5 separate regions of the Mus musculus genome follow, and all the other regions are linked to region 5. Evidence: chromatin contacts called from public Hi-C data. All regions are on one chromosome and are shown on one strand. The core of a region is the stretch at or near the end of the contact, and the rest is flanking DNA. Distances in the headings are between cores, read along the strand shown.

Region 1 (4,676 bases), core at 444-2,943, 300 kb before region 5:
CTCACTAATATGGCAAAATGTCTGGCAGAAGGAACTTAAGGAAGGAAGGGGCGTATATTGGTTACTCTGACCAAAAGCAACGTCTACAAGAGTACTGATGTACTTCCTCCAGCATACGTCGACCTCCTAACGGCTCTGTAGCTTCTCCAAACAGTGCTGCTATCTAAGATCATGCATTCAAATACATGATCCATTTTTCATTCCAACCATCATTATTAGAGGGCTCTGTTTTGGCTCCCAGCTAGGGTAGAGATCACCTTGGCATGGGTAGCCCAGTGGAGGGATAGGGAGTGACTGAGCACATTGCGTCCACAGTTAGGAAGCAGAGAGCAGTGAATGCTGGCACTTGGGTGACTTTCTCCTTATTCAGTCCAGAATAATGTCACCTATATTCAGGAGAGGTCTTCCCAGCTCAGTTAAACCTTTCTAGAGAACCTTTTTCATAGAAATCCTTTTGAAAAAAAGAAAAAAACATGTGTGTGTATGTGGGGTGTGTGTGTATGTGGTGTGTGTGTGTGTGTGTGTGTGTGCATGTGAAGGTGCCTGTAGAGGTCAGAAGTGGGCATAGATCCCTCAGAACTGAGATTACATACGGGCCTGTGTATGGTGTCCAATGTGGGATCTAGGATTCAAACCCTGATCCTCTATAAGAGCAGTCAGTGCTCTTAACCTCTGAGCCATTTCTCCAGCTACTTCCTTCTGCATTCATAAGATTTATTGTGCTTCTATGGAAATTCTAAACCTAGTCAATGTGACAAGGAAAAGGATCCATCACACCCGGGTATACTACGCACAAAGGCTGTTAGGCGATAGCTCCGTCTGGGATGGGCCAGCCAAGTAGAGGTAAAATGGAGAGGCATGGGAGCTGCCAGGCTTGGTTAGAGTTGTCCTAGGGATCTGTAAGGCAAGCAGTGAGGATCCGGTCTGAGAATATGGATAGAAAACGAGTGCTTCTCAGAGACCAGTCACTTGCAAAGTTGAGGAAAGCGAGGAGGTGTGAGACCTCAGGCATTTAGGGAAGCCATTCTGGCTGGGACCCTGAAACCAGGAAGCTTCAGAAAGTCAGCACAGAACACACCTACCTTCAGCCTTAAGGTAGTCCTTAGGCATGTCCTCCGGGGCAGTGTCAAGCCACCTGCAGCCACCACCACTAAGGTAGGACAGAAGGAAGGCCTCGGCTCACTCTTCTATCAACCCAGACATCGACTAACAGACTCCAGAGCTGTCTGAGCAGTGCATCACTAGAGGGGGAGGGCGTATGAAGGAGGGTAGGTAAACCCCCTCACTGTGGTAGACAGTGACCCAATTGGGGGTCCCGGTCAGCAATAAACAGGACTCCCTAAAAGTCCTCGGCTGGCATATAGCAGTGATACCTTTGTGTAGGACTCAACCATTTTAAAAGCAGACAGCTCCCTAGCTCTTGGCTGCCCCTTGCTTTGACTTTAACCACAAAGTTCTAGAATTCACCTGGAAGATTTCAACATCTCCAGTCTCCCAGGCTTCCCAGACAGCTGTACTGAGCAACATCTTCAGGGAGGAAGCTAGTCACCAAGTGTCAACAGCAGATGCTCTGAGAAGTCCTCAGCTGCTGGTGATAAGTGGCCCAGGAGCCTGAGCAAGCGGCATTCCCCTCCACCGGCGAGCCCCAGCCAAGAGCTTTCCAGCTCTGACTCACTGGGCCGTGGGTTCTCCAAATGAGGGATTAAAGCAGAAGTGAGGCACACCCTTGTATGAGAACACAGTAACCCCAGATCCTGCTCAGGGGATGCAACTTTCAGAGCCAGCATCTGCTTCCTGGAATTTCTTGCTTAGCACAGAGTAGATGTGCCAGAGACAGGAAAGGAAGGGCAGGGCGATGTCTGGGCTTTTCATTTCCAAGTCTGAGAAAGCACCGTATTTGAGGGGAGGAGCAAGTTCAAATTCACGGTTCAGTTCCTGGGTGCGTAGATTCAGTCAAAGGCTTCCCCACTAAGCCTCAATCCCATCACCTGTGCATTGGTGATGAAGATAACTCATTTCCATGCATGTTAGATGCCAGGAGGCTCTGCTTGTACTTTCTATAGACCCTTAAAGAAGAGTGACCGTTCTGCCTTATGGAGCAAACCCAGCAGAGAGGTAGAATGACCTACACAGGGCCTATCACCTGGGAAAGGTAGGCTCAACATTCCCTAGGCCTAACTGACGACAAAGACTTGCTCTAGTCAAAGCCCAGTGCACGGGACTCATCAGAGGTCTAACAGGTGGCAGCTAGGACCCTGAACTGCAAAGTACAAAGAACCAGTTGGCCCCATCCAACCCTGGGGCCCAGTGTTATAAGGGTGATGGGCCTCTCCTGGGGGGGGGGGGAGGTGTACTCTCACAGGCTCCAAAGGGCAGTACATTCGTACGCCTAAGCATGGGGGAAGGGAATCGGAGGGACAGGCAGGTGGAAACTGGAAAGTAAAACCACTGTGGAGAAGCCCCTGGGCAGTCAACTAGCTAGCTGCTAGCTCACTGGGTCAGCCTCACTGTTTGGCTATTTGCTGTATCTCTAGTTCTGGGATCCCTAACACACACACACACACACACACACACACACACACACACACACACACACTGTTAGGACCACTTTCCCCGGGGCCTCAGAAAGCACCGAATAGTCAGGTGCCACCACCTAGAGGAACTGAGACAGGGTGTCCCTGGCTTGTATTCTTTAATGCCTGGTATCATTTGGTCCTTTAAATAAACTTGCCCTTGAGACAGTCCAGCCATCTTGGGGTACATTGTCCACAGGAAGCATCCGGGATTCAAGGAATAGAAACAGCCACGGCTGGTGTTATTTACACTCGGTGCTCTGTGCTGGTCCCCTTTATGCCAGTCATTCTTCCCACCTTGGCCTGAAGCAACAGTGTTTTAGGAAGCAAGGATCAGAGAAGTTCAGAGTCTGGCTCACAACGCACAGGAACTGTGTGGTGTGCCTTCTATGACTGTTTTTACTCTGGTGCTGTTGGCCAGGCTCCACTGAACACTTTCCATAAGAAGACTAGGTGGCACCAAATAGCCACTGATCAGGACAGGGCTTGAGAGCAGTTTGAAGAAGGCGCTCTCTTCTCTATAGCATGTTCGAGGCATTCCGCTGCCCTGGGTCTTACTCTCTGGTTTCTGGTTCTGCTATATGAAGCCAGTGAGCGAGAACCCAGAGGCCTGGAGATGGTCTACTTTTCAGTGATGAGAAAGACAAGATTTGGCCAAAAGTCATTGGGCCTTGAGTCAAGGCTGCCATCAAAAGAATGTCTAGCATAGAGATAATAAACAAGCTGTTTCTGGGCCCCTCTGGGCAGGGCAGAGGCTGTTGAGGCCCCAGTTGGTACTTTGTTCTTTCCTGCCTAGCCACCTGCTCAAGTTTATAAAGAGGGGCGATACGCTGAAACTCAGTGGAGCCTCCCTGTCTGACACGGGGTCTAACACGGGTAAGACCCTTTCTCCCCACCACGTCCAACAGTGGCTGCAGAGCAGACAACTCCAGGGAGAAACAGCCAAGGTCTGAAGGGTGGGGACAGCTGAGGGATGGGAGGTGAAGTAGGCTGAAGAGAAAAGATAAAGTGGAGATGAAGCTGCCTATGTCCTGCAAAGGGTGAATGCTGACTCCCAGGGCAGCAGTGAGACAAACGGAGATATGCTTGAAAGGGTGGAGAGATAGATTAAATTTTCAGACACTACGTCCAACACTGAGAGGCTGTGTCCATAGCAAAGGAAACCATGGGGTAAGAGACTTAGGCTCTTAACCATTATCCCTCATTGCAGGGCATTTGCTCATGTGTAAGCTTCGGAGGTTCATAGTTTAAGAAGCAGGAAACAGCAACTGAGAAACTAAAAGGCTAAGCTTCAGGCTCTGACCATTGTCTTCGGTCCTTTGATGTTTGTTTGTTTTGTTTTGGGCTGTGACAGCAGACCAGCCAGGAAACAACTTGAGAGAGGTTGGGTTTACTTTGGTTCATAATTTCATAGTATATGGCTTCAGGGTGCCAGGGTGGCAGAGCAGCCAGAGTGACTTTGTCCATGGTGACAAGAGAGCACAGCAGTGACAAAGTCAGGTGGATGAGGAGGCAAAGCTCAGGCCTGAAAGCAGGAAAAGCAAACAAATGGGAGCAACCCCACTGTAGCCCACAGAGAGCCCCTGAGGCTTGTGGCACAAGTCTGGAGAGAGAAATAATAACAAGGTCACCAGGTTTCATCTTTCTTTCTTCCTCCTTTGTACACAGATGTTCAGCAAACCCTATGCCTTCCAGGAGATGCCCTTTCAGTCCCCATTCCTTGGAACAGCCTAGGAGACACAGCTCTAATTAAGGATTATTGGAGGAGGGCGGCCAAGCATCCTCGCATCCTGCGCCAAGACCTTTTACAGATTGTCCAGGGGTTCGCTCAGGCTGAGAGTAACTAACTAAACTTGATCCCCGTTTGAGCTGGGGAGAACACTGCTCTTCCCAGGTTTCACTCAAGTGTCATCAAGCCACATTCTTGACTTTGCTTGGGTTGCAGAAGAGGTAGACCACGCTGCTTACCAATACAGGCAAGACTGACTGCATGGCACAGACTACCCTCGTGTGCCACACAGCAATGTCGAGAACACAAACCTAGGCGTGTCTCCAACAGGCTGAAGTTTGCCCTAGCTGCTTCTGAGATCTCCCTGCGGACTC
Region 2 (4,772 bases), core at 1,338-3,837, 340 kb before region 5:
AACAACCGAAGCAAACCTATGCCTTTTCTAGCTTAGGAGATTGAACGACTCCAAAATACTGTTTCATGGTCACCAGGCCCAGGACAACTGCACATGAGAGACGACAATTCATCTAATTAACTATTTACTTTTTCAAACATAAAAGGGTCTGTGGAAAGACAATAAAAGTGCAACTCTTTCTTTAGAGCATCAGAAGCGGAGATGGGGGCTTCAAAGTAATAATCTGATTTCATTGGCCACGGAATGAAGGACTCGGCCCTCTACACGGCTTTGGTAAACCGTGGCTATAACAGTGCCCCCAGGGTCTTTGAACATCTTGGGACCAGGCCAGCCTCAGCTCCCATGGATTGAGTATCTGTAGCTGGGTCACCTTCTGAGTGTCAGACTAGACATGAAAGTTCTTCCTACTTTGCAGCTCCAGGGGCTGTGAGACGTCAGCTCATAAAGGCACTTTTGTGAAGGTCAGTGGACTCTTGGGTCTCTGTTCTCTTCCTCAATGGGAAGGGTCCTGTGGATCCAACTCAGGTAGCCAGCTTGGGGTCAAGGGCCTTCACCTCCTGAGCCATCTGGCTTTTCTTAGAGCTGCATCTTTTCTTCTTCTTCTTCTTCTTCTTCTTCTTCTTCTTCTTCTTCTTCTTCTTCTTCTTCTTCTTCTTCTTCTTCTTCTTCTTCTTCTTCTCCTCCTCCTCTTCCTCCTCCTCCTCCTCCTTCTTCTTCTTCTTTTTCAAAGTAGGAAGACGAGTCTGGGCTCCCACATGACCAGAGAGAGCCATGATCATCATTCAACCCTACCTAGTCTGCAAGCAGGCTCCCTGGTAGGAGAATCTGGCCCCTCTCACATTGTACCTTCACCCCCCCCACAGCAGCCTGGGTGGTCGATGCATTTACATTATAATCCCATTTCACTGATATTGGAAGCTGAGAGTCAGCGAGGTTAAGACAGTGATGTAGGTGAATCCCATAGCTAGATTCAGAGTTGGAATTTACTGGCACTTTCAGAGCCCAAAACCCTGATCACATGCAGTGTACTTAGAACATCATCCTGTACCCTACAACTTTGCATTGTCGAGCATTGGGGACTTTGGGAAAACAGAACTACATCTGACAGGGCATCAGCTCCCACCCCAGCCCCTAGATTGACCCCATCAGAGCCATGCTTATTAATGGCCAGGGATGCAATGCTTTAACTATGTAGGTAGTAAAAGGTCCTGAGACTCCTCACTTCCTTTCTCCTGAGTCTAAGACCAGCAGCCCGACCCTCTGGGAGACTTCAGTGTGCCCCAAGAGTCACATTCCAATCAGGCTTCATAAATTGTCCTGACTGGTTCTGAAACCACATGATTTTGCCATCTTCCCAAAAATCCCTATCCCATGTCTCTGATGGGATATTTTTTTCCCTAGTGCTGGCATGAACTGAATCCAGAAAGCCTATGATGCCTACGGACCAAGTGATGCTCAAAGCCATGGTGAGTCTCCCAGCATGAGACAGAGCTTAGTAGCAAGACTAAGCACCTAGTTGACAAGCCAGGCTGAGAATTTCCCCTGGCACCCGAGATGGGCACCTTGGGAGGCCAACCTGCTTCAAATGAACTGAGGAATGAAAGCCTATGCCTGTTAATAACATCTTCACAAAAGGCAGGAAGGTGCCTTGTGCCTTTAGTGGAAGATCTGCTAATCCCACCACCTGGCAGAGGGTCAGTGGGATAAAGGCTGTTTGCTTGAGAAACATATTAGGTGCCAGAGCCAAGAGCTGCTCTGTGGGGTGCAGAGCTGGGAGTTTCAAAGGCTAATCTTCAACGTAAAAAAAAAAAAAAAAAAAAAAAAAAAAAAAAAAAAAAAAAAGGTCTTTTGGCCAAAAGGGAAATTAAAAATGAAGTGAGAAGATAAGAGGAGCTGTTAGTTGTCCTTGCCCACCCACCTCATAGGAACTTTGGATTAGGAAAATAATTCATTCTGGGAGCTGGCAGCAGGTGTAAGTGCTTGCCAAGCAAGCCTGAAGACCTGTTCCGTCTCCAAAAACCCACATGGTAGGAGAAAGAGAGAATTGACTCCCAGAGAAAAGTTGTCCTCTGATTTCCACATGTATGCCACAGTCATGTCATGTGCACACTTGGTTCGACACAACCCCAACACACACACACACACACGCAGAGGGGGAGGGAGGGAGGGAGGGAGAGAGGGAGAGGGAGAGAGAGAGAGAGAGAGAGAGAGAGAGAGAGAGAGAGAGAGAGAGAGAGAGAGAAGAAAACCTACTTTCTGTAGTGACAGCACTGGCTCCAACATGAAGCCTTTTGCTGTTTGCCTGTCTCTACCTGCAACCTGGAACACTCTGAAGGAGGCCATTGTGAGCCCAGAAGTACATACAGGATTTTGCAAATGAAACCGATCCCTGTGCCCTGCCAAACCCACAAAGCAGAGGAAGCCCTGAAGGTTGTGGACTGAGTTTGGAATATGAACACCCAGCATGACTGGAAAACATCCCTGGAGTGCAATCAGGGAGGCTTCCTTTTTAGCCTTGGGCTATGGCATCATAACTGTTGCTTGGCGTGGGTGCAGATGCCAAGGGGCGATCCAGTGATAGTACATCACAGAGGTTGCTCTCTAAGATAGCGTGAACCGGAGTTATGAAATCTTAGTGGGTGCCCTTGTTCAACCTTCTCCCCAGTTCTTCAATTATTCATCTGCTGAGTCACACACTGATTCATCAGCTCATCTGCTGAAGCGCTAGCTGTGTGACCTGAAGCGAGTTGTTTAGCTGTTCTGTGCTTCCGTTTCCTCGTCTAGGAAACAGGTCTTCATGGTACCTACCTATATTCCAGGAGGTGCTATGTGACTGCCAAGGGAGCCACTGCTCTGGAAGTGTTTGGAGAGGGTTGCTGACACAATGCTCTGAGTGACACCCTCATTCAGTATTGTAGGGTCTGTTGGAACTCTCTTTCTTGGCCACTTTGATGCTATTTCCCAGGCTAGACTCCCTGTGGATATCTTGACTAGGCTTGCACACTGCATGTAGGGACCTCTCTGACCACAGAGGTACCATAGGATAGAAAAATCATTTCCTGTGCATCTTTTGACTTGGGGAAGGGGTCTTTCCAGAGCATGTTGGATCTCTCTTGAGCCATCTGAATTTAATCCAGGAGCTTTGTCTGGGTTTGGAACATCAGAAAGTGTTTGCTGGATGTCAGAGGAGGGTGAAAATTGCAAAATGATCTCTGAGTCTGCATTTTATTCATCTCAGACCATACCCTAAGTTGCACCTGTTCCGCCCCTTTAGCAATAGTCTCGGTGTCTCTATCTTGCTTCATTATTCATTGTTGTGGGCCGAGAAGCAGGCCTCATTTTGGCTGCCAGGCTGCCAGGCTGCCACATCACTGAAGACACCCCTCACCACCATGTCCTGAGCAAGTCTGTGCTGGCCTTTGTGTATTTCAGCCAGCTTCTCTCTGCCCCTTATCCATCTAAGCACCTACCAGAGAGTGTACTGTTTAGCCATTCTGGTTCATTTCTTTTTCTGGGTAGGGTTGGCACACCGTGCTATGGATGTTTTGACAGAGAGAGGCTGAGGTATGGAAACTAGTCAAAACTCAAGTTTTGGACAGGCAATGAGGGTTAGTATGTCTTCTCTACCAACTTGTCATGTTGTCTTCTAACATGCTTGTTCTGAAAGAAACGGGGGTGGTACTGCAGTACCTCCATCTCTTGCTGTATTGAGTCCCCCGTTTATCTCCCTGTACCTCTCTACCTCTCTGCACCTCATTCCTTCAATCAGATAAAGATCAGAGACTAATAGTAATCCTCCCCCACAGCATGTACACTGAGCTACTACTGAGAACCAAAAGTAAAGATTTTCATGGTCATAGGTGAGATTTTCCTTCTCTCCTTTCCCGTTTCCCATTTCCTTCATTCTGTCTTCCCCCAATTACAAGACCAGGTTCACAAACCTCCTCCTTTAAGTAGCTAGAAAATAGTGCCCATCTCACACACACACACACACACACACACACACACACACACATCCTCTGAGTCCTCAGGAGACAATGAGGACATGCACTAATCTGCATCTGATGTCCAGAGAAGAACCACTCAGGCTGCAGCCACCTCTGCTGACAACCAACTCAGTCCACCTCGAAAATGTGCAGGATGTCCTACCTGAAGTGAGGGCCTTCCTTTACCCCTATCCCTGTCCCCAAAGGAGGAGGGGGCCCATACACCAAGGGACTAGACCCATCTGCCTGCAGTCCAGGGACAACAGGGAAAAGCAGCATGCATCCTGCCTTCCTTATGGCTATTCTCAACCACCAGTTCCACCTTGCAGACAGAAAAGTTAGGCTTAAGAGGTAGGGACAGATTGAGGATAATCAAAACAGCATCTAGAAATTCAGGCACTAAGGCTGGGGTCCTAACCTGTTGCTGGAGGAAGAGAATAAGTGGGCTATTACAGTGTTCTCTTAGGTGGGCTGCCTGGCCAACTAGACTCTACCCTACTTCCCTGGCATACCAAAAACCAGTATCGTCAGATTAATTAGGTGGGGATGCACCTGCAAGTTCACTTCACAGTCATGTTTCTGTAAATCTCTTTCTCTGCAATTGAAGTTGGGGCAAGGCTCAGATCTGACCATGGACATTGAAATATCCTACCTAAGGGAGCGCTGGCTGTGAATTTCACCCCCATCCATTTCTGTGTGGCCTTGGGTAAATAGGGAACCACTTCAGATCCCCAGTGTCCACATCTGTGAAATGAGGCTGGACAAGAAGTTGATGGTATCCAGTGT
Region 3 (4,757 bases), core at 1,253-3,752, 410 kb before region 5:
GTTCAGGAGCCAAATCAAGTTCCAACTGGCCTTGCTCCCTTCTGCCCTGCATCATCCTACAAGGCGTTCGAGGTTCGGCATGCCTAAGAACACCTGGGCTTTCCCTCCATCCTGTTGTTCACTGTCTGCTCTGTAATTTCTTATTGCTCATTTGGCTCCATATCAAGACTCTTCAGTGAACATACTCCAGTCAAATAAATCCGTCTAAGGGTCCAGGCTTCAGTGGGCAGAAGATAAAGGCCAGTTGGCCTCAGGTCACCTCTTCTGGGTCATGAAGTTTGGATTTATTTGAGATCAGCTAAATGAGCCAATGGAGAAACATCAAAGCTCCAGTAAGTAAGATCTGTTATTGCAAAGTCACTACAGCTTCCAACAGCGAAACCCACCACTGCAACTAGGTTTCTAGAATGTCCTATAGGATAGAGTGACTATGGTGAACAACACTTACTCGGGTAATTCAAAATAGGTCCAAGAGAGGACTCTGAAATGTTAACAACACTCATCAACATGATAAACAATTCAGGCAATAAATATATTAGAACCCTGAATGTATGCATATGGTACACATATGATAAAATTTCACTTTGTACTCACAGATGCAAGCATTTGTTATGTGTCAATTTTATACACACACACATATGCACTTTATAATATAAGGCATTTTTTAAGCCTTTGGCAATCAGAACTGGTCTCTGTCAACAGTACTTTATTCTAGTGTGAGTGAAATACTTTCAACCACATAGAACATGACATTTAAAATATATAATAGAACCATACACCAGACAATTCTTACTTGGCCCCTCTTGGGGGAAAAAAGTGTCTTTGTGCTCTCCACGTTTTTCCCTATTATTTTTCCTCAGATCTAGCCATCCTTCAGGGCATATGTGTTCTAGGCCTCTAACGAGATGATTGCCCCACTCTTAGGGGTCCGTTGAGACCCCTCTGCCTCACCAACCTGCATTATATGAATTGTCTTGAGCACAGTACCACCAAACCCAGACAGCACTTGAGTCAAACATCATAAAATTATTATTTCCTCATTAAGACTGGCTTCCATACAGCCCCGGATAGCCTTGAGTTTGCTTTGTAGCTAAGGATAACCTTGAACTCCCGATCTTCCTAAATGCCGGGATTACACGCATGCATGACCATGCCCTACTTTGAGATGCTAGGGGTCAAGCCCAGGGCTAATGACAGTCCAGTACTCTGTTAACTGAACTGAATTCCCAGCCCACTGAATCAGTCATTTCCTCTGGTATGTAAGAATGAAAATGAGCCATGAGGCTCCATGGTGGCTGAAACATAAATCAGGAAACTTGAGAGGTGACGGCAGCTGCATAAGGTTGGAGTGGTGAAAATAGAAACTGTTCCCACCCAGGAAACACACTGAGAATAGGCCATAGGGAATCCAGGCTCTGGCTCCAGCCATCCTGAGCCCTGCCATATTCCTATCCCCTGTTCTAAACACTGTAGTAAAATAGATCTAAAAAATTCCATTGAGGGGTTTCTTCCTGCCTTTGGCAGCTTATGTTCCCAAATGAAAGATGTGTCACATAGCCGTTTTGTTTTTAAATATGCCTTATGCAGTACTGTAGCTCGGCAACTGCCTACCCTCTATGCTGTTGGTTATGTAAGTGAGGTTGAGGTTTCCTGGACTTGGGACTGTGAGAAAGAGTAATGGGAAGCAAGAAGCCACCACGGGCTAGGAAAAGAACCTGTGAGAGATGAGAAAGGAGATCCACCATGACCTAGGGGCCAAGGTGTCCCAGAGGGCTGCCTGGTTGCAGTTTAGAGGAGTTCAGATGGAGCATAATAAATAGTGACTAATAGTTTAGGATTATCTATAGAAAGGTAGATTCTAACAGCGTGGAGGGTAGGCAGCTGCCAGCTATTGTGTTGCATAAGGCATACTAAAATATAAAGCTTTTGTGTGTGTGTGTGTGTGTGTGTGTGTGTGTGTGTGTGTGTGTGTGTTTATCTGGGAACATAAATGGTCTAAGGTGGGAAGAACACCACCACCACCACCCCCCGTGCCGAGGTTTTTTAAAAATATTTTGTACGACAAGACACTGCCTTCATTTCTTCTCCATCATTTTCTCTCTTGCTTTTTGAACAAACTCCAGTTGGATTCCTTCCACCTGTGCCCCAGCCAAGTATAATTAATTCAATTTGTGAACAGACGTGACTTACATGCGTGCCTCTTTCACCTCTAATTTCAGAGCATCGCCTTTGCAAGTGTGGCCTGCCCAGCCAGCCTCGCTGGAAGGAGTCTTCCCTAGAACAAACTGCAGAGAATCAGTGCTTCCGGGAAGCAATTTGCTCGAATGACTCTTACCCACAGTCAGCCACCAGCAGAAGCTATCTTTTTATCAGCAGGCCTACAGGTAGCCCAGCCAGCAATCCACCCTATCACTGAATGGGAAGATGTTGGCATCAAAGAGATCTGATGAACAGGAATTACCACTCTGCTTCAGGTGAACTTTACATGTGACTAATTGCTTTAAGCCTCCATATCCTGGTCTTTCAAGTGTTGCTAATAATAGGCATGTGCCTTCTAGAACCTGGGGGAAGATCCAAGGCGATGGTGCCTGTGATCTCACTTGGAAGGCCTTCTGGCATACAACAAGCATCACATAAGTGACACCTCACATTGCCAGACAGAAGCTAGTCTTCTAGGTTTCTTAAGCTAATGATCATGTCTGCAAGGTCAGGTTCTCCACATGCCCTCCTCCCAGCTACTGTGTCCCCTTGGACTGTGTATTACAAATATGTTGTTATGGTGTTCCTGCCCCGAGCCTTTTATCCATGCCATTCATTTTGCATAGCCATAGCCACAAAGGGTATATCATCACCATAGGCTTGTGCTGTAGGAATAGAGGGCCACAAAAACCATAAAGGATAATAGAAGCCAAGATTTGTTTCTGGTTGTGTGCTAACCCATCACCCAAGACAATCTTTTCCAAGTCTCCTACTCAGTGCCCAAAACTACAGGAGATCCCAAAGCCCTTACATACTGTTTTTCATATTCATACCAACCTATAAGGAAGCCATGTCTATGAATCAAACCCACTTTGAGCATAACAATTATCACCAATGATAAAATAATTACCATGGTAGTTTATAGCAGAATGTATTTGAACCTTAAGAGTTTCTTACTTCTGAATCTTTTTATTTAGTGTTTTCAAAGTATGGTTGATCAGGGGTAACTGAAATCATAGAGAGAGGAATCACAGATAAGGATGGGTAATAATATGCATTGCAAACTGCAAGTGAGATACGTCTCTGTTCCACATCTCTTCATTCCAGGAGCAATAAGCACCACCTAGGCAGGACAAATTTGACTTGTGGCCGAGAGAAAACACATTTAGAGAACACTTCCAGACATTTTCAGGGGATCATGCAATCACATCCACTTCCACTGGATTACCACATGACTTTTTTTTTTTCAATTTTAAACCTACAGCAGATTGGCTTCGTGGGCACGGAACCCTGGATGGCAGAAGGCTGACTGAACTCTCTCCACATTACCAAATTACCTGCTTCAATACTTCTGATCAAAAAGCTTTTCAACTGGTGGCCATTTCTTCCCCTTGACATTTGTCATTTTCCAGATGGCAGTTTTGATTGTGAGGAAAGAGTAAGGACAATGTTGAAAACCTATAACGCCTCAAACAGCCCCTCTCTGCCAACAGAGAATGAAATGACTCAAAATATCAACAATGCTATGGTCAGTGCTTTGGTTTTCTTTCTGTCACTGTGATAAAATATTGACCAAAACCAACTTAAGGAGGAAAGGGTTTATTTCATCTTAAAGCTTACAAGCCATCATTGAGGGAAGCCAAGGCAAGAACTTGTGGGGCAAATTGAAGCAGTAACCATGTGCGAGTGCTGCTTACTCCCATGATTCTCCAACTCACACTCAGCCATCTTTCTTTTACTTCCCAGGACCACCTAGATTTAGAGGTGACATCACCCCTAGTGACTGGTTCCTCCCACATCAATAATTCATCAAGAAAACACTCTGCAGACTTATCTACAGATCAATTTGATGGATGTATTTTCTCAATTGAGGTCCCTCTTCCCAGATAATGCTAGCTTGTATCAAGTGTCAAGTTAGCAAAAACAAACAAAAACTAACCAGAATAGTTGGGAATTCTTGCTCTTGGCTGTGTACATTTTTCTTGAAAATAGAAATCTCAGCTACTTTTTTTAATTGTTAAGTTTCTAATGCTTAGCTCAAAACCTGAACAACTCAGTCATCCACTGTGTCCCTGCTACTAGTACTACTAGTAAGTGGACGTGAGAGAGAACGAATTCTTACCTTCCTAAAATATCTGTGCATCCCCTACGTCTATCACCTGGACCAGGCACATTTTCAGGCCAATGATGTCTGGGATGTGAGTCCAGGGAAAGATCCCTTTCTATCTCTTCCTTTGTTGATTTTTTTGCATGCATGGACTCAGCAAACTATTTTGGAAACCTATTGATCCTCTCCTAGGAAGTCCTCCAACTTGATCTTCTAGATTCTGCCTACCCAGAGAAGAGAGCCTGACTAGAAAGCACCAGTTTCTTTTTATTCTGGATGATAGTAATAGGAATGGATAAATTTATTTCTCTATTTCATTCCCTCCTCTGTTGCTATGACCCTATGGGCTACCCCCGATTCGTAGCAACAGACATTTAATGGCAGCAATAATGAGGACATTCACATTATAAAAGTTGGAAAGAAATGAGGTCAAATTTTGGTTTTGCCTTTT
Region 4 (5,181 bases), core at 1,080-3,579, 280 kb before region 5:
TCAAGTTGACTGGGTCTACTCATGGATGAAGAGTTTCTTCCCTGCAGGAGGAGCTCTGGTTGGAACAAGGGTACCCATGGGTCCTTGGAATCGGTGATCAAAGCCTGCATCCTCTATAGATGGACCTCTATAGAGTAAAAGGGATGCCACAGTTTGTGCCACGAGAAAATGCAGGCTTAGTATATTCTTCATCTAACAGAAGACTATCAAGGGCAATGGGTACTGCAAATGGCTGTGGGCAAGAATAGGACTCTGCCAGGAGAAGGTTGGAAGCCATGGTAACAGATAACCAGACAGCAGTAACGCTCATAAAAAAAAAAGTATTGCTTTTGGCCTCATATGTATTAATTTGATGAGGCATAGCATCTTGAGGAAAAGAAGCAGACTCAGGCAGACATGTAGTGCGTCAGAGGGTAGAGCTAGCAAACACATCAAAAGTGAGGTCTCGGTCACTGTGTCCTGAACACTGATCATGACATTTGGTACCTGGGGGATGAGAACTCTAGGTGGTGTTCCTAGCACAAGAATTCTAGACATGAGCCCTACACAGTGGTTTGAGCCAGGAAAGCAAAACCAGCCCATGGCTGCCCAGTTTCTTCTGACCCCGTCCTTGGCTTAACGGTGCTAGCTGGAGTGTTCATGGGTGGTGGCCACCAGAGGGTGCAACAGAGCCATCTTAGTCAAGATCTCATGTCTGTTTAGCTGAAAAGCAGAAGCTTTTGAAAAGGCACACACCTGTGAACAAAGTCAGACCTTTAGAGGACTTTGCTATAGACACGAGCAAGCCCAACACCTTTCCAATAAGATCGCTGTCTCTGTCACTCACCTGAGTAAACCAGTCAAGAAAACAGGCCCAAAAGGGGACAGCCAAAGTCCCCAGCCAGTGTGGACAGGATAATAAATGTTCTCTTCCCACGGTTCACATGAAACCCAGGTCCACTGGAAACCTAGGACCTGAAACTTGTTCTTGGTTATCTATTATTTCTGAACTGTATGCCTATGAGAGAGCTTGATCTGAATCATGGTTTATTAATCTGTAAGAGGGTATTAAATGACATGGTAGACATGAAAAATTGTGCCAGCCATTTTCTGAGATTTTCTATGTGTCTAACATGTATTATGTTCCTCCTGAAATTCTCCCAAGAGACTGAGGTGGCAGTGGTATCTGCACCATACCTATGACTATAATGCTATATGCCTGTGGTCACCCTGTTCATAACTCCTCAGCCAAGAACAAAGACCAGAGCTGATTGTATATCTGTCAGGCCAGAGTAGGCTAATGCTGCAAAAACAAATAAGCTTCAAGTCCCACTAATGGAGAACAAGGCTAGTTTCTTTTAGGAGCAGTTTCAGGGATTTTGTGCTTTCCTTCATGTAGTGACCCAGCCAGTCATGAAAGACATTATTACCAACTTCACCTCCTTCAGCACATAGCCTTCAAGGTCACTGTACAGGAAACTGGTAATGCCTCATAAGCTCTCAAATGTCTCCAGTTAGATCTGATACCCACCACTTCCATATAGGTCCATTGACCAGCAGGAGTTTCATTGCCCAAACAACATCATAATGGGAAAATGAATGGTGGGATAAAAGTTCCAGAATCCTCGAGGGCAACCGGCCACCTCTGCCAAAATCTCTCCTTGATGTCAGAGATCCTGTCCTAGACTTAGAGCCAATTCGTGACAGCTCACCAGGTCTGCTCTGGTCAACCCTGGTTGATCAGAAGGCTTAAAAGATGCAAGCAGTAGGACGGGCTATAGAGAGGCAACCCAGGGGACAGGATGCCCAGCATCAGAGAATAGAGAATGAGGCTGCTCACCCCAGTTGCAGTTGTGTGCAAGCAAAGGCAGAGAGGGCTTGGTGGAGATGCTTGAACATCAGGGAGAATACAATGGAAAGATTGCAGATTGGCCAGAAATCCAAGCTATGCTCATTCCCAGGGACTTCAGGGTGGGTGCTTCTGTGTGCTGACTTTAGTTCCTAAAGTACACACTGGAAGGCTTGAGTACGATGTTTGTATCTCAAGGTTCCATCCAACCATGCCATTCCACTCTCAGAGGTCCTAGAAAGGCAGAGACACTGAACGTGGTTTTTCTTCTGAATGCCCAGCATCTAGCAAAGTACCAGGTACCTGGTTGGCAGGTGTATCAGAATCATGTTGGTTGCCAATAATACTAGATAGGATGGATGTTAACCTGTACTTAGAGCATAAACATTCCAGCCAGGCCTCTGGGTTCCCCTCACCTGCTTCTCACATGCCTCAGGACAGGCAGCCTCACTGACATACACATTTTACACAAATCTAGCATTCCAAGAGATGAGTCGTACTGCCCAGAGCCACACAGCTCAGCTCAGCAGCAGCGGACCTCAATGGGAACCAGGCACTCAGACTCTGAGCCTACGCTGTCTGCCCCTCTCCTGCCACGGTACCCTGGAATAGCTAAATGGTGTACACACCATCAAGATATCTGAAACTGTGTCGGCCACCTCAACACCAAACTCCCAGAGAGAAACTGGGCGGAGTGTGGTGTGAGATCGTGCAAACGGTGAGAACTGCTCTGCCCTCAAGGCCAGGGAAACTGATCTCTAAGTCTTGTTCCACACAGAGTTACCCTGGAGAGGAGCCCCTGGGCTGGTGCATCATCAGAGCACCAGGCAGGCAGGGAAGGCTGGGGCTTCCAAAGAGGTTCATTTTGCAGAAACATACCGAGTTAGGGATGCGGAGATGACTGTGTAGTCCACAGGCCAGATGCACCAAGCTGGATGCTGGGCACACCACCAGACTTCACCAGATGGTAGAGCCTTCCCAGCTGAAGGGCCCGAAGCCCTCTTGTACTTCCCATGGCTTGCCTCTGTCCTTGTTTACATCCTTCTTGAACACCTTGCAGGTCCCTCATCTCCCAACACCACATTCCTGTACCTAGACTGACCAAGGCTCCTCCTTCCTCCCACTTCCCACAAACTAGCAACACTGCTCTTGACCTTTGGAGACAAACTCTCCTCACTTAGGGCTCCATATGCTTCCACCTTCTAAGATGTGTTCTAGCATGTTTATTCTCTTCAACTCCACAGATCCTAACCACACACCTCCTTCCTTCACTGTCCCTGTTTGTCTGATTCTCCATTACAGAACAGGTGTGCCCAGAGCTCAAAGTAGAGACCTGAGAAGTCTCACTATGTCACCTCCTCCCTTTGCCTATCCAACGTCAGTCCGGCCCTTCTGCCACTAAAAGAGACATGGTTCATAACCATACTTTCCATGCCCCTATTCCCTCTGCGTGTGTTCAGGATATTTCTATCTTCCAGTCATATAAAAGCCAACCCATCATCAATCGCTTTCTCTGCTACCTGTCTTGGCACTCACCCATCTGCATGCTGTATATACAGACAGTTGGTCTAAAACACAAGCCAGTATACATCAGTCATTTGCAGCCGCATCTATCCTACATAGCATCTTCTCACTGACCAGGTCTCAGCTCACAGGCTTTTGTACACATGGGATCCAGGATGTCTCTACTTTCTTTCGTAGTTCTTGGCCAAACATTTATATGCAGAAGGCAGAAGTACTACAGGGATGGGCTTCTTCACACCCCATGCACATTTAAGATCTGGTTCCTATCATGTCCTCTAACACCCAGTGAAGAACATCAAAAACAACCTCAGATTCTTTGATATTCCTCCTCTGAAGTTTCCCCTCACTGTTAACAAAAATGACAGGAATCATTGTACTACTTAAATTAGCTCACCAAACTGTGGAAGTTTCAAATTCCTGGTTCCATAACCAGGGTTAGGGTTAGGGTTAGGGTTAGGATATTCTGCACCCCCCAGAGAACTGCCCCAATTTGTATCAAGTAGAGCAGAGAAGAGCCCTCCCCACTCAGACCTGCCTCATACATAGGCTTCTGAGCTAGGGGAAGTGAGAGCCCTATATTTTGGGGCAGTCTTTTACATAGCAGTGTACCAAAAGAGATGGCAAAGTTTAAAGTTAAAGGTGAGAAAAGGACCCTCCTCCCACCATGAATCGTAGCAGGGTACACAGGAAATGGAGCTCTGTCTCCACTCTTGTCAGTGCATCACGGTGACCATTCTAACCCCATGCATAAACCTTCCCTGTGTTTCACAACAAGCCAAGAAAAAGCCACAGCAAGTGCACTGCTGTGGGTAAGAATGTAAATCAGTAGAGTTACTGTGAAAAACAATGTGCGGTCTTCAAAACAACTAAAAATAGAACTTCCGTGTGATCCAGTGTTTCCTATTCTGAGTATATCGCAAGGAAAAAAAAAATCATGTCAGAATCCCTGCGCCTTGTGTTCACCTCAACACTGTTCAGTCAAGAGATGGAATAAACATTGGTGACCCTATCCACATATGAGTGGGTGAGGAAGCAAGAACACAGTCCACAGGAGTTCTGTCAACCTCCAAAAGAATGTAGGAAATCCTGTCCGCTTGGCATGATGAACCTGAAGGACGCTGTATTCAATGAAATGAGTCAGGAGGGCAGATCATGCATGATCTCACTTAGGCATGGAATCTGAAGAAGTCAAAACAGAAGCAGAGGGCACAACGAGGGTTATTAGAGGTTGAAGAAGCACTGGGCAGATGCTAGTCAAAAGACAAAGTTGTTTTTGAACAGGAGTCGTAAGTCCAAGAGACCTGGTTTGTCACGTATTATAACCACCATGTAATGTATCCTCAGACATTGCCTTAAGTGAGGAATGAAGCCAGGTCAGGTCAGGGAGGAGTGTCCAGGTACATAGAAAAGCCACATGCAAAGTCTCCCTGCCACCGTTTCTGCCTCTTTAAAGGAAGAATAATTAAATCTCTGGAATAAATACAAAAACTTGTGAAGATCTTCAGATATTTGCTAACATGTGTCGAGTGTCCTAAATAAAGACCAGAGGTGTGGTGAGAGAAGATATCAACAATCCTCTTCATCCCTTCTGAATAATTTCTTACTAGCATTTTCAAAAGTGTGCGTTTGTGCATGTTTATGCATATGCTCACACATTAACCCGCATCTCCATGAGGAGTGTCAGAAAAATATGCAGACACCTCTGCTCACATATGGAGGCCAAGGGACAGCCTTGAGGAGTCAGTTCTCTCCTTCCACCATGAGACACATCAATTTAGCTCCGGTCACCAGGCTTGTATCGAACACTTCTTCCCAGTGGTCCATCATTC
Region 5 (4,904 bases), core at 1,815-4,314:
GCATTTAGGACATATTTTAAAAGCTGATTCTACCCTACAGTATGACTGATTCTTACCATAGGACAGCAGACATTTGCACATGTCACATGAATAAAGCCACAAGTAAATGGTATGGCTAAGGCCATTGATGGCCACTCCACAGGGAAACAAGTAGTGAGATGGAACAAAAACCCATAGGAGCAAGGTCTGGGTGAGGGGACAGTCTCCAACAAAAACCTCAAGGACCCCAGTGACCCCTTCCTGGACATTCCTTTTGTTTGGAAATAGACATGATTGGTGTGGGCTTTGCCCCTCTGGAACGGATTTGCACCTATCTCATTTTCTCTATGTCTCAAAGTCTTGACAAAACACCTTTTGCCATCTGTTAAATATGTCATGTTTAATTGACTCCATTGCTTTCTGACTGTCAGAATCCATTTAAGTGCATGGCAGTTAAAAATTACTAACTTGCCAGACCAAGGTATCACCCTTGAAAAATGCCACCTTAATGATTGCTGAGGTGGGGTCGGCACCCCATCGTAAAGAGGACTTGCTTGTCCCTATCATTCATTCCTGAGACCAGCCATCCAGTGGTCCCTGAGACTATGGGGAGAAGGGGACAGCTGGGTCCACAGCTGGCAGGGGAGAGGGTAAACTATGGTTCAACACTTCCTGTCACTCTTCAGTTTTTAATACATTTCTAGGAAGGCCTAGCTTCATGTCACTTATGGGTAGCTTTGTAGAAGACATACATTTTCTTTGTTTTACAGTTGGATCTGAGAGCTGCTTGAACACTATGGTTCAAGATGCAAGACCTAGCCTGCCCTAGGAAATATATATGTAGAACATGGTTTGATGGGAAAATAGGCCTTGGGAATATAGAATAAGAAGCTGGGAACCTGTTAGAATAGTTCACATCTGCAATGGCCATCACTGGAGGTGATGCTGGACAGAGAGTCAGAAGTTAGCTAGAGTGGGTAGAGACAATACATTGCTCTAACAGGGGTCTCTACATGCTACAGGAGACAGAATGAATGTTTGAGGGAGACTCTTTTCATCTCCGCAGCTGTCTGTTGAGCCACTGAATTGCAGCCTGTGACTGTAGCTTCCAGTTCCTGTTTGAGACATCCTGTTCCCATAGTCTATGTGTTCAGATGGACTTGGCACTTCCATGGCACAGCTCACTTCCTTATCTCATGGTCTGAGCCCAGCTCCCACCAGGATGAGGGCACTGACAGCTTCTGAGCTCCTCACTCAAGCAGATCCTTACTTCAGTTGCTACCCTGGGCAATCCTGCAGTCTCTTGCTAAGGTTATGATGGACTCTACAAGAAGAATATGCATACTTTTGCACCTCCATGTTTGTTCTATCTTTGAAGTATATTTCCTATCATGACCTTCAAATCTGTCAGATGAAAGCAAGTATAAATTATTGTTATTTTGAAGAAATATAGGAAGTGTCTTAGTTAGGGTTTCTATTCCTGCACAAACATCATGACCAAGAAGCAAGTTGGGGAGGAAAGGGTTTATTCAGCTTACAATTCCATACTGCTGTTTATCACCAAGGAAGTCAGGACTGGAACTCAAGCAGGTCAGGAAGCAGGAGCTGATGCAGAGGCCATGGAGGGATGTTCTTTACTGGCTTGCTTCCCCTGGCTTGCTCAGCCTGCTCTCTTATAGAACCAAGACTACCAGCCCAGAGATGGTCCCACCCACAAGGGGCCTTTCCCCTTGATCACTAATTGAGAAAATACCTTACAGTTGGGTCTCATGGAGGCATTTCCTCAATGAAGCTCCTTTCTCTGTGATAACTCCAGCTGTGTCAAGTTGACACAAAACTAGCCAGTACAGGAAGATTATTTGGAAAATGGAATTTCAGGTTGGAAGCTCTTGTGAAATTCTTCTCATAGCACAGCAATTACCTTTTTTCTTTGTTTATTAGTTTCCTCATCTGTTAAATGGGTATATAAGAATGTCACTAGAGAAGCATTGAGAGCATGGGCTATGAGGCCATCAGCCAAAATCCAAGTCCAATCCTCACTGATAAGCTATACAACCTTAGAAAAGCTAAACCTGAAGTCCTGAGGCTTCAGGTTTTTGGTTTAAGTAAGAGTGAGAAAAATACCTTACTTATATATTTGTTAGGAAGAATTTTAAGGCGGCATGAAAGGGCTTCTTATGTGTACCAAGCTTCCTGAAAATAATACCAGTGTTTTCAGATATCCTAAGCAGTAATTCAGAGAATTCTTGTGAAAATCAAATGAAACCACAGGTATAAAAAGATGTAATCTATAAAAAATTCTTCATATAAATATGTACTATTGATATTCCTATTGATGCTCAAACTATAATTTTAAAATGGTAGACTATTCTCTAGTCCAGTGATTCTTAACCTATATGTTGTGATACATTGAGAGCCGAATGATGCTTTCATAGGGCTTGCCTAAGACCAAGACTAAGTCTGTGCTAAGGCTAAGGACTGATATTTACATTATGATTCATAACAGTAACAAGATTACAGTTATGAGATATCAACAAAAATAATTTTATGGTTGGGGGCCACCACAGCATGAGGAACTGTGTAAAATGGTCACAAGTGTTAGGTTGAGAACCGCTGCTCTAGACTAACAGATCAGCATTAGAGTTTCATCTCAGCCAAGGCATTTTCCACAGCCTCCCCTTGCTGGTGCAATTAGTCATGGATCAGTGCATGCTGAGCTGACCCTGACTGATAGTTTTACACCTAACCAGCTGGTTCTGACTGCGTGTCAGTGACTTAAGTAACATCAAAGTCAACTTCAAGCTTGCTTTTCTTCTGACAATAAAATCTTATCATGAGGAAGTGGAGCATCCAGCCATGAGGAGGCATCCTGGGAGAGCATGAGGTGGGGTTTCAGTGAGTGTGATAACAATCTTGCTATGGATCTTAGCCTCATGTTGCACTGTCTGAAATACCCAGAGGTGGCTCGCCAGTTACTTTGGCATGGTTACTCACACGATGAGGGTGCTGGGGCAGAATGGTGCCAAGGTCTTCCTCGGACAGTGTCAGGAAGTTGAGCACAGTGGCCTTATCACCAGCCAGGCAGCCAGCTGTTTCTAGATTCCCAGTATAGGTCTTTGTTGCTGCTGTGAGTTCCTCTATTAGAGGGCTAATTCCGGCAACTTCTGCACAAAGATGCCCCAGGGAATCCAAATCAGCAGAACATGATTAAGGCCTTAAGGTGTTTAGAGATCTTAGGGGAAGGGGCCTTCTTTTCTCTCTGTTTGAAACTCATTCCCTCAGTCTTCTCAGCTCCCTCCTCCCTATGAACATCTACTTGTTCTACACAGACATTGCATCACACTGACTGCTTGTTGTCCCCGCCTCTTGGAACTGATGGTGTCTGCAAGTTAGGATTGCAGAGCTGAAGACTGGTCTCATTAGACACTCTTAAAAAATGCTGTCTGTGAGCCGGGCGTGGTGGCTCACGCCTTTGGTCCCAGCACTTGGGGGCAGAGGCAGGTGGATTTCTGAGTTCGAGGCCAGCCTGGTCTACAAAGTGAGTTCCAGGACAGCCAGAGCTATACAGAGAAACCCTGTCTCAAAAAAAAAAAAAAAAAAAAAAAAAAAAAAAAAAAAGCTGTCTGTGAGGCGCAAAACTCCACAGCATTCCCTTACCATGAATGCCCTACTCATGGGAAGACATTGTAAGAGATTCTTATGATTTCAAAACATTTTCAGACTCCTGCTTAGAAACAATCCAGTTTCTCTTTGGTATCTGTCAGTAATCATCTCCCAAATGGGATACCCACAGATAGTCCACTGAAGCTCCACATGAAGGTTCTAGAGTATGTGTCTATAGATATTATTTAAGAAATGTCACTCTTTCAGTTTCTGTAAGTTATAGGTACATATTTGCTGTGTTATTTATGGAAACAGTTTATGACTATGAATAATACCCTGAGAATAACTTTTTTTTTCTGTAAGTACATGATCAAGAGTTAGGAAGTGACTAGTCAAACAATAAAGAGACACTGGGTAAAAGATGGAAGCCAGGAGGATACCTTCATCCAGGGGTTCTGCTCTATTGATAGAAGGAGGCATGCCAGCAAACCATTTGACCTTAGGTATAGATTACTATGGCAACTGTTGATCTGCAGACAGACACCACCACCATGCCTACCATCCTTCATCCTTACTGATGCCACATGGCATGATCAACAACACCCTGGTGAGTATCCATGAAGTGCCCAGGACAATAGGGATAGTATCAGAAGGAGGGGATGCAGGATTATTTATTAGCCCGTTTAGGTAGATTTGAGAGGGACAGAGAATGAGTCAAAGAGCTAAGATGACTGTCAGTGGCCAGTAATGCCATCACTATCAACTCCAGACAAGACAAGAAATGTAGTCATCCTACAAAAACAGGAATTGAGAAAGAGGTGTGAAGCAAACATCTCATGAGACCCTCAGATGTCTAGCTGTATCAAATTCTGCAACTTTTAAGGATCTCCTACTCAGTCTTGGTCACCAAAGTCTTGCTAGATGCGTTTTCTGGGGTCCCTGTGCACCAGGGCCCCCACCACGTTGTCTTGTCCTGCTTTTCTCTTGTCCCTTCATCCATTCAAGGTTAGCTCAAGAGGGTAGATCAAGTGGCAGCCCTGTCTCCCCATATCTCTGCCATTTGCTACCCCACAGAGGCTCCATCACAACTATTTCAACAGGAAAGACAATGGCGATCAAGCTAACATATCTGGAAGATAGTAAATTACTCATATGGAGCTGAGAACCACCCAGGCTCTGGAGGCACATTAGTGGGATTAATTGAGCAAGGACTGAATAGGATTCTAGTGAGTCTTGGTACTTCTGCAAACCTCCTGAGCAGAAGGGGTCATGGGGAAGAGCTTCTACTTTTTTCTTTTGTTGAGGAACTACAGTCCCAGGAG

What was found. A called contact is a pair of places that touch in the nucleus more often than the background predicts.
Region 1: a Hi-C map of muscle stem cells shows a contact between it and region 5, with 1.7 times the contacts expected there. A contact is called at or near these places in 6 of 39 promoter capture datasets (the HPC-7 cell line, embryonic stem cells, liver and 1 more), 6 of 484 Hi-C or Micro-C datasets (DN3 thymocytes, the G1E-ER4 cell line, embryonic fibroblasts and 3 more), 5 of 130 datasets of targeted methods (the NIH/3T3 cell line, the SCID.adh cell line, bone marrow-derived macrophages and 2 more) and 3 of 9 other capture datasets (adipose tissue, embryonic tail and liver).
Region 2: a contact with region 5 is called in a Hi-C map of the G1E-ER4 cell line, with 2.3 times the contacts expected there. A contact is called at or near these places in 3 of 484 Hi-C or Micro-C datasets (B cells and the G1E-ER4 cell line) and 2 of 130 datasets of targeted methods (effector CD8 T cells and memory CD8 T cells).
Region 3: a contact with region 5 is called in a Hi-C map of muscle stem cells, with 1.8 times the contacts expected there. A contact is called at or near these places in 1 of 484 Hi-C or Micro-C datasets (muscle stem cells) and 1 of 130 datasets of targeted methods (memory CD8 T cells).
Region 4: a Hi-C map of embryonic fibroblasts shows a contact between it and region 5, with 4 times the contacts expected there. A contact is called at or near these places in 8 of 484 Hi-C or Micro-C datasets (DN3 thymocytes, LSK cells, cerebellar granule neurons and 4 more), 6 of 130 datasets of targeted methods (the NIH/3T3 cell line, the SCID.adh cell line, bone marrow-derived macrophages and 3 more) and 4 of 9 other capture datasets (adipose tissue, bone marrow-derived macrophages, embryonic tail and 1 more).

Annotation. Positions count from the first base shown.
Region 1 is chr15:67,113,923-67,118,598 of GRCm38.p6, reverse strand. St3gal1 (ST3 beta-galactoside alpha-2,3-sialyltransferase 1) reads left to right here. Exons shown (of 9, transcript NM_009177.4): 4 at 4,242-4,676. Among named protein-coding and RNA genes, the nearest start is that of Gm31400, 54 kb to the left of the region's middle.
Region 2 is chr15:67,159,681-67,164,452 of GRCm38.p6, reverse strand. The region is part of intron 1 of St3gal1 (ST3 beta-galactoside alpha-2,3-sialyltransferase 1); the gene reads left to right. Among named protein-coding and RNA genes, the nearest start is that of Gm31400, 8.0 kb to the left of the region's middle.
Region 3 is chr15:67,224,514-67,229,270 of GRCm38.p6, reverse strand. 1700012I11Rik (RIKEN cDNA 1700012I11 gene) reads right to left here and starts at 2,502. Exons shown (of 9, transcript NR_045140.1): 1 at 2,191-2,502.
Region 4 is chr15:67,094,504-67,099,684 of GRCm38.p6, reverse strand. No RefSeq gene overlaps it. Among named protein-coding and RNA genes, the nearest start is that of Gm31342, 58 kb to the right of the region's middle.
Region 5 is chr15:66,816,676-66,821,579 of GRCm38.p6, reverse strand. The region is part of intron 41 of Tg (thyroglobulin); the gene reads right to left. All of the region lies in intron 1 of Sla (src-like adaptor), which reads left to right. Among named protein-coding and RNA genes, the nearest start is that of Sla, 13 kb to the left of the region's middle.